2 separate regions of the Mus musculus genome follow, and region 1 is linked to region 2. The links are chromatin contacts, called in public Hi-C maps. All regions are on one chromosome and are shown on one strand. The core of a region is the stretch at or near the end of the contact, and the rest is flanking DNA. Distances in the headings are between cores, read along the strand shown. Region 1 overlaps Cdh4 (cadherin 4). Region 2 overlaps Cdh4 (cadherin 4).

Region 1 (4,499 bases), core at 1,160-3,659, 270 kb before region 2:
CAAGTGATGTACTGCTGGAGGGTGTAAATGGAGGGACTCCGTAAAGATGCTGTTACTGAAACATAAATATCACACATATAAAGTTTTCCTTGAAAACAAACAAACAAACAAACAAACAAACAAACAACAGTACCAGGGTTTTTATCCTCATGAAATTGAAAATAGCTACCTCCACCTTGTAACTGCAGAAGGCAATCCTCACCCCGGAGAGAAGGCACACCCATCACCAGTTCCCTCCTTATCCTTTCTCCCAGTTTTCCAGGCTCCAGTCTGATTTCTGTTTCTCCAGATTTGCCTATTCTGGGTGCTTCATGTAACAAGGTGACATGATCTGTGGCCTTTTGTGTCTGGCTTTGTTCACGGAGCCTAGAATTTCAGAACTTCCCTCTTTTTTTTATAACTGAGTACTACTCCACTGTGTGAATGAGACGAGCATGCTACACTTACTGACTGTGGCGTGCCGGGTGTCATGCCCTGCGCTCAGCTTTATGAACGAGGTCAGGCAGAGAACTGTTAACCCATTCTCACGGATACTGAGAGAAGCACCACAGACAGCAGACACTGAACTGCAAATGAACAGTGTTTCCTAAGAATAAGGGAGGCCCATGTTCACAAAAAGATACACACGTTAGCTGAGTGGGAAGGTGGACTGCCACCATCCCCAGTGGGACACTCTTGGGATCTCAGCACCCAGGAGGCTGAGGATGAAGGATTGCCACAAGTTCAAGATTGGCCAGGTTCTAGGTCAGCCTAGGCTGCACAGTAAGATCAAAATGAACTGACGAAAATGTGGTCGGCAGAGGAGGCAGAAGAGGCGTTCTGAGAGAGGAGTTGGGATAGGAGAGGATGTAGACCCTGGTTGGAGAAGCAAAGGCCCTGGGGAGGAGTGGCCCTTGCTGGGGGAGCAGAGTGGACAGGCCATAGTTATGAATCTGTAGTGAGCTCAAAACATAGTTAGCTGGAAAATATATCCTCTTGTCACGAAGTTCATATCTAGGAGAGCAGTTCATATCTAGGAGGGCAGAGGAAGGAGTTCGTTGGGCAAGTTTGCAAAGGGGTTCTGGCTACTATGTAAACTAGGACGGGTCTGAGACAAAGACTGGTGAGAACACTTGAGGCTTCTATGCTGGGTTCACTGAGGCCAACACTGGGCTTTAAAGTAACAATGTGTAACAGCGAGGAGAGAGACTGACACATGACCACACAACCTGTAGCAGCTGCTGAGTGAGTCTGGCAGGCTAGGCAGGATCTGGTGATTTTCTTCTAAGAGTGAATGGGTGTCACTTGGGCATCAGATGATAAAATGTGTGTTGGGGAAGGAGAAAAAGAGGGAGGGAGAGATGGGGAGGGAGGGAAGGAGGGAGGGAGAAGAAGGAATGGAGGGAGGGAGAGAGAAGGGAGAGAGGAGAGGGAAGGAGGAGAGAGAAAGTGTGGGACTGTGATAGGCAGCCTAATTTGGTTGAATGGCGCTTGCTTTGGTGACCCAACAGAGAAATCTACAAGGGATGGAAAGGCGAGCCATGTTCCCAGAATCAGGTTCCTGTCCATAATTCTGTGACTCAGTCACGCAGACAATGTCCTAAGCTTCTGGTATTCTGGCTATACTCTACCCGCACAGTTACCTGACTATAATGCTCCTCCCCACAGTTACCTGGCAACAGCAAGATAGCCCAGTCCACTATAAGAGGGGCTGCTTGGCCCCTCCTCGCTCTCTTTAAGCTCTCACCTTTGTTACTCTCTAGCTCTCCTCTCTTTCCCTTTCCCCCTCTCTCCATGTGGCCATGGCTGGTCTCTCTCTCTTTCTACCTTCTCTTCTTTCTCCCCGCCTTTCTACAATAAAGCTCTAAAACCATAGACTGTCTCTGCTCATCAAGGCCCGCCATGCTTGAATGATGGGATAAGCTTTCTCTTAATGAGCCGCATCTAGCCTCCTGCCAGAAGACCATCCTGTGCTCCAGCCATGGACCTGACCAAGGACTCTCGCCCATGTGGGAACCATCCAGCGCCCCCTCTCTCCCTGCCCTCTCCTCCTTTAGGCCCCGGGGCCCAGTGCCACCTGGGGGGGGCATTCTGTTCTCAGCTCCTCCGCAGTATTCCATGTGGGATGCCAGAGTCTGGGAACCTGGTGCCAGGACTGCCCCTTGTCCACCACCTGCTGAGTGAGGTCCAGACAGCCACCCTGGAGAGAGAGGATAGAGGAGGGAGGGAAGGAAGGAGGGAGGGAGGGAGGGAGGGAAGGAAGAGGCCAGCAGAGTGGGGAGTGGGGACTGAAGTTCCTGAGGAAGAGAGAAGAGCTCCTAAAGCCTAACCCACGGTTTGGAAATCAGGAGACCTGGCTGTTTTCACCGCCAGCCCTTAGGGTGAGGTGAGGATGCTCCAGGCTTGAACACTTTGAGCCAAAAGGAAGAAGCAGGCCATGGGTTGCTATGGAAACAACCCAGGAACATTCCCAGCCCTAGAGCAGAGCAGGGGCTCTGCAGGTTTAGTTTTTCTTCCTGAAAGGTGCAGAGAGAAAGCAGAGGAGGAGGCCTGGAAAGCTGCCCTGGATGCGGAGTCCCTCCCTCCTGTTGCCCACGGATGTCCTACACCCATTGGCCTCTATTTTGTCCATGCAGCAGGCCCTTGAGGACATCTGATAGTCTGAGGGGCAGGCTCATGGGCAGCCTCTGCCATTTTTGCCTCCTGTGAGTGTCAGCTTATCCTTCAAGCCTAAGAGGTGGTTACCCTTTTCGACTCTCCCCTTCTTGGCCTCTCTCTCCCTCTCTCTCTGTCTGTCTGACTGTTCATGTGTCCCACAGTGAGTACTATTATTCCTTTGTACCCTGATGTTTAGAATTTGGGTGGATGGATGTAACCTGGGCTCACAGCCATCCCCGGGGGGACAGTGAGGAGTCCAGGACAGTTGTGCACATGCTCCGTGAAAAACTGTGGCAAGGGTGGTCATGGAAGCCAGGAAGGGAAGTGCGCTCATCTGGTCTCATGTCCAGGGCTATGCAGAGAGCAGAGAGGGCCAGGACACAGGATGGCAGTGGCTGTGGGGGCAGGGCACAGACACATCTTTGCATTACAGGGTGGGCTGGGTCTGCATTGCCTCATGCCCAGGCTGTAAGCATAACTCATGTGTAGAGATCCATATCTGGCCCCCCCCCCAAATAGTGTATGGAGAAACAGCTTCAAAGAGTCCTTCTACAGGGCTTCAAAAACATGTTTCACTTGTAAAATACTGCACAGTACCCTTTCACACAGAAGCACCTCAAAAAGTCCAGGAGCCTGGAAGCAGTTGCTGGCTGCATCAACATCTCAAAGATGCTATCTCCCCAGGCACCCATAGGACATCATGGCCCCCACATTGGGAGGGAGAGTCAGGAGGAGACAGGTGTCCTTGGTGACTTAGAGAAGAGCTTGCTGCTGGGTTGCCTGGGGCTGTCTCTTGTCTCCTGAGTGACAGGAGACCACAGTCTCCCAGATTTTGGGGACGGAGTATGAATGTCATCATGACCCCTCGTAGCATGGTGTTTTCTTGCTTCCCCAGTGGAGTGCGTTGAGTTCTGCACAACTGAGTTACAGAGTGTTCAGTGAGCCGGATTTATTGGTCTCAGCAGGGAAGTGGGCAAATTTATTGCTCTGCAGGACCCTTGAATCCCACAGACAGATGCATGGCCTTGAGCTGCTGGGAGACCATGTCCTGAATTATGGCTGCTGCCAGTGTCCTGGGGAGGACCATAGGCAGTGTCCTGGGGAGGACACAGACAGGACACATTTTTCTCCAGACCCTTGCTTGCATTTTTGCAGGTCAAGTGCCTGGATCCTGTAAGAGAGGCTGCTTGGGTCTTACTCAGCTGGGGTGCATGAGACATTTAGAGGGAGCCTTGAGGGAGAACCTAGAGAATGTTCCACATTCATCTGCAGCCCCCTGCAGTCCTTGCTTGGGCCCACCTGGCTTTGTCCCATCTAGACCAGGGGCAGGGCCAATGGCCAGCCAGTGTCAGCCATAGGGCTCCGGATCCCTGGCACTAGCCTATGCCTTATCCTGGAACTTTTTATTTAGTGTGTTTTCACTGGGCCTCAAAAGTCACATGATTAGAAGTACTTTGTCTAGTGACACAAAAGCAAGAAGGCTTGGGGTGGGTGGGAACCAAAGGGCTGAGGAGTCCAGGCTGACGAGCCACAGTCACAGCCCTGGAGCGGCACACTGACCCTGCCGAGGAACCTCCAGGTTTGGTGGGAAGAAACTGAGTCCTGGGAACTTCCCACACGGTGCCTAGAGATGCACAGATGATGGTCCTGGCCCAATAACCTTGGCTCCAGGTTACTTGGAAGGTTCCAGAATAGGAGGGAAGTAAGTGCTGGGTTTCCAGGGCATTCCTGACAGGGCTCTGTGCTTGTCTTCAGGGATTACTGTAACAAAGTGTCCCTGACTGGGGCTTATACAGTGTTTATGCTCGCAGCCAGTGTCACTTTCCCTCCTGAGACCCCAGCTTTTCAGTTGCTAGAGGTGG
Region 2 (4,641 bases), core at 1,207-3,706:
CCTTATTAGATACGTGTTAACTTGTTCAGCCCCAGCATGAGTCTCTCTCTATTCTCAGGAGCTTTGCTGTGCTTCCCTAACAACTGGGTCTTCAGTAGTAATAATTCACACATCCACCCACTAACTTACCAATTCATCTAGTCACCCGACTACACACCCACACATCCATCTGTAAATCTACTCAACCACCTACACAGTCATCATTCCACCCATCATCCATCCACCCATCCATCCATTCATCCACCCATCCATCCATTCATTATCCATCCATCCACCCATCCATCCATCTATCCATCCATCTATCCATCCATCCATCCATCCACCATCCATCCATTCATCCACCCATCCATCCATTCATTATCCATCCATCCACCCATCCATCCATCTATCCATCCATCCATCCATCCATCCACCCATCCATCCACCCACCCATCCATCCATTCTTCATCCATCCACCCATCCATCTATCCATCCATCTACCCATCCATCCATTCACCCATCCATCCATCCATCCACCCATCCATCCAAACATCCACCCACTCATCTATCCATCCATCCACCCACTCATCCACCCACCCACCTATCCATTTTCTCACTATAACTACCAGCACATACAACCATCTACTCTCTCATCAGTCTTTACACAGCCCCCCATTCATGCACCTTTATGGACTGAACAATTCATTTTTCACCCACCCACCCATCAACCCATTTACTCATCATCCACTCTGTAATCTATTCATCCACACATTCACCCACCTATTCAATCTTCACTCTGTCTACACATCCATCTATCCATTCATATGCCCATCCATACACATATACATTTGTCCATACACCAAGGATCTTTACAGTAATTTATCCATCCATTTATCCACTAATTCTCCACTATAGTATCCATACATACATATCCTCTCTACCCACAGGTGTACATATGCACCTACCCCTCCAGTTTACCCACTCTTTCATGTATCCATCCGTCTGTCCATCCATCTATCCATCCACACACCCTCACAGGTGTGCACATTCAGTTACCTCACTGGGACTGGGCCCATGCTGCAGGTGTGACATATGGATGAATACGGGGTCTTTGAGGACCTTGTTATCAAGTTAAACAAGTCTCAAGAGCAGTAGGACTTCAAAGGAAAGTTTTGTGACTTTGGATTCTAATTTCGTAAGAATCCTGGATGACCGTTTGCATCTTCTAGGCATGAGCAAGAGATGCAGAAAGGCCTTGGTAGGCTGACTGCTGGCTCACTGTAGGGTCCTGGAGTTTAGAACTGAGTCCAGATCTTAGCTTTATTTGTATAAGAATCTTGCCCATCTCTACATATTGATTAAAAATCCTACATGGAATCTTTCTGGGGGGGCTGGCAACTACCACAGAAAGAGAAAGACACCCTCTCCCCAGGATTTCCAGAGACTTCTTTACCAGCTAGAAGAACTAAGCACAGACAACCATGGTAACTGGAGTTAAGAGTCTACTCTGTGCCTATGAGCTCAGTGGGTGTCTCCTTCGTGGGGGCTCTGAGGGCAGCCCGAGATCAGCACCCGTGTTCCAGATCAGTCAGTCCTACATGGATGCTGTGCATTGAGAACCACTCTGCTGTCACCCTCCACATGACATCTCTCTCAATACTGATTTCTTTAAGGAAAGGGGAGTGTGATATAATTGTATTTTTATTAAAAGTATATACATACTGATTAAAAAAAAAACACTCATGGAGGAGAGGGACCAATACAGAATTTTGGCTGTGGTGGTTACACAAATCTTCATGTGACATAAATTCCATAGGAGCTTTTGGGGTGAGGAAAGAGTTCTATAATTAGACAGTGGTGGTTGTTGCGTAACTGTGAATAGACTAAAAACCACTGAACTGCATTAAAAGGGTGAATTTTATGGTATGTAAATTTCATCTCAATAAAGCTGTTTAAAAAAAGAAAACCTTAAATGGTTCTCACCTGCCCCTGGAATGGAGCCCCACTCTTCCCACACTGCTCAGGAAGCTCCGTGGAGAAGCCTCATCCACAGGCTCCTGAGAGCAAGGAACAGCCGGGCTCAGGGTCAGGCACAGTTAAAGACCAGCCCTGTGCAGGCCCCTGTTTGGCCTCTGATTTGGGACTTCCATGAATGGTGTTGCTTGTTGAAAGGGTTGCTGTGTCCAGCTGACACTTACCCTGCCTCACAGGGTCTTTGCTGATGCTTGGCTATAGCTGGTGCATGCCCTCCGCTGGGTATCTCTTTGTGTGACGGCACAGCCCCACACCTTGCTCTCCTCAGGGAGAACTGCCATTCACTTTACTTCTCGAGCACTGGGCCTGTGTCATGTTGGACACCCCTGTCTGGCGAAGAAGCCTGGAGGAAGGTTACCCTGCGAGGACATGTGGGCACCTCGAGGAACGGCATCGGTGGCCTGGGTCAGATCCAACTGCTTTTCAGTCTTCATCTCAGTTGCGTGGGAAAGCTTGTGCAATGTGTTCGGCTGTTGAGAAGATAGAGCCAAACCTGGAGCCACAGTGTTGAGGGTGGGTGGCCTGCCGGCTCCATCTGTTCTCTGTGACTGACTCCTAAAGGCTGAGCCCTACGGGGCCCTCCTCCGCATACCCACCCCTTGCTCCCCACATCAGGGACATGGGCACTTGTGAATGACCCTCAGCTCAGAGGCATGTTGTAGCATGCTGTAGAGAGGTCTACTCACCTGTCTAGGGACTGCTGACTGAGCTGGGGCTTGACAAGAGCAAAAGCAGCAGCCACAGCCCTAACTGCTTTGTCTTTGTCCCCCTAGGAACCCACACCTTTGAAGTAGGATCAGAGATTCCTTTTCTTCTATACAGAGAGACGTATAACCCACATCCCTGCCACCTTTCCCATGGCAGAGAGATGGATGCTTCAACCTGACAGTTTCGAGAACTACAAATTGTTCGTGTTCCTGGATATCAAATGGTGACATTAAAATTACTTAATTTAATATCCTCGATATACTCCTTGCCTGGCTTTGCTCCCCCCCCCCCACTTCTTTTCAAATTCGTATGGCTTATTATAAACCGATATAATTACTTCCCAGGAAGTTTGATTTTCATTTCTTCATCTGCTCCTTAATAAACCCCTTTCTCCACGGCTGAGTTGGGAGACAACGCGTCACGAGTTTTAACTTCTGAGAAGTTGTGAAACTGAAATCTGGTTGTACCTGCTCTCCAGTGTGTTATTATCGGAGGCAGAGCGCTTAGAACTTAGGGATGTGGGGCGGAGGGATGGATGGGGGAAAGGTAAGCACCTGGATAAATGTCACTCATGTCCCCCGCCCACCTAGTCACCTGCCACTCCTCCAGGTTCAGTTGCTTTGGAGCTTGTGCAGAGGAAGCCCCAGCTCTGGAAAGCACACACCCTGCTACAGCAGCCCTGAAGCAAACAAATGAAAGGCCCTCCTCTTGCTTTCTGTCTTACTCCCTGCAAAGTGCTGGGGGAGTCTTCAACAAGTGCCCAAAGTTAGCAGCCAAAGAACATTCGAACGGCAACCCTAGCAGATAAGACACTTCAAGGACCGAGTCTGCCTTTGAAATTCATTAGGTAAAGCAATTTGCTGAGCCTGCTCCACAATGAATTTACACAAGAAGAGCCCGTATCTGATAATTATAAGAGCCTGGCTGCACAGGGACAGAGGCTTTTAGAAAAATCCCCACTAGGATTAGCAATCTCTTCAGAAATCAAACCATACACATAAAGCTACTTAAGGTCGGCTCCCCCTACCACACCATGTAAGGAAATCCTTAAATGGGGGACTAAGATCTATCACAGACCTGTGGAATCAGAGCATATCTTCTATAATTTCCTGACACATGAGATACATTCCAAAGATGCTTAGGACTCTACATGTAAACCTGCCCTTGGAGAGATGGACTAGGATGACTTAATTACTGCCTGAGCACAGCATCTCTGCGTACCCCTGCTCGCAGTGGGCCCCGAGTGTTGCTGTCTGATTCTTGCGATCAACCATCCCCAGACACACGGACATGGACTGACGGCTGAAGGACGCAGAGTGCACGCGAACCAGTTGACCATCGAGTTTGCACGTTGGGAAGTGAAGTTTAGATTTGGACGATTAAACGGATAATGGCTTTTCAAGTACTTTCTCTCTCTGAAAGTCCTGAGCGACAGGCTGGGACAAGCTGTGTAGCCAGTGGCCTGTGACAGTTTGGGAAATACTTCACGCTCAAGGGGCTGGAGGCTCACCCTGGCTCTGGGTTCCGGATGCCCACTGTCCCCCGTCTGCCTGAGCAGGGCTCTGACCTCTGATGCTGTTTCCTCTCCCTTCTGCATCTCCTTTGTTTCCTGGTCTGCAATGGGAAGCCAGTTGTTTGTACATAATCCCACAAGAGCACTGCTCTGCTCATTGATAAAAATGCGGGTAACTCCAGGGAAGATGCTACCTGCCTGCATCCAGCCCTGACCAGGCCACCAGCAGGGGCACTAACACAGTAGGGATAAGCACAATTCAAGCTCCCACTGTGCACAAGACTCTGGGCTGGCCCAGGGGCCAGCATTCAGTCAGCTGCATATGGCCCACTCTTTTCAGTTCCTGCTGATGTAACCAGAGGGGTGTATGCAGAAATGCTATTCAAACAGTGACCCTCTTCTGAAAC

Evidence for each region. A called contact is a pair of places that touch in the nucleus more often than the background predicts.
Region 1: a Hi-C map of cerebral cortex shows a contact between it and region 2, with 2.7 times the contacts expected there. The contact joins two enhancer-like sites. A contact is called at or near these places in 8 of 484 Hi-C or Micro-C datasets (LSK cells, cardiomyocytes, cerebellar granule neurons and 5 more), 2 of 115 datasets of contacts at active chromatin or transcription factors (a beta-TC-6 cell line and stem cell-derived neural progenitor cells) and 1 of 9 other capture datasets (embryonic stem cells).

The regions. Positions count from the first base shown.
Region 1 is chr2:179,855,256-179,859,754 of GRCm38.p6, reverse strand. All of the region lies in intron 6 of Cdh4 (cadherin 4), which reads right to left. Among named protein-coding and RNA genes, the nearest start is that of Gm36066, 54 kb to the right of the region's middle. Within about 2 kb of position 2,409, at least 9 of the 459 cell types and tissues checked have an H3K27ac peak or open chromatin away from gene starts, as enhancers often do. A contact at or near this core is called in cerebral cortex, where this site is marked.
Region 2 is chr2:179,584,451-179,589,091 of GRCm38.p6, reverse strand. The region is part of intron 2 of Cdh4 (cadherin 4); the gene reads right to left. Among named protein-coding and RNA genes, the nearest start is that of Gm52541, 65 kb to the right of the region's middle. Within about 2 kb of position 2,456, at least 10 of the 459 cell types and tissues checked have an H3K27ac peak or open chromatin away from gene starts, as enhancers often do. A contact at or near this core is called in cerebral cortex, where this site is marked.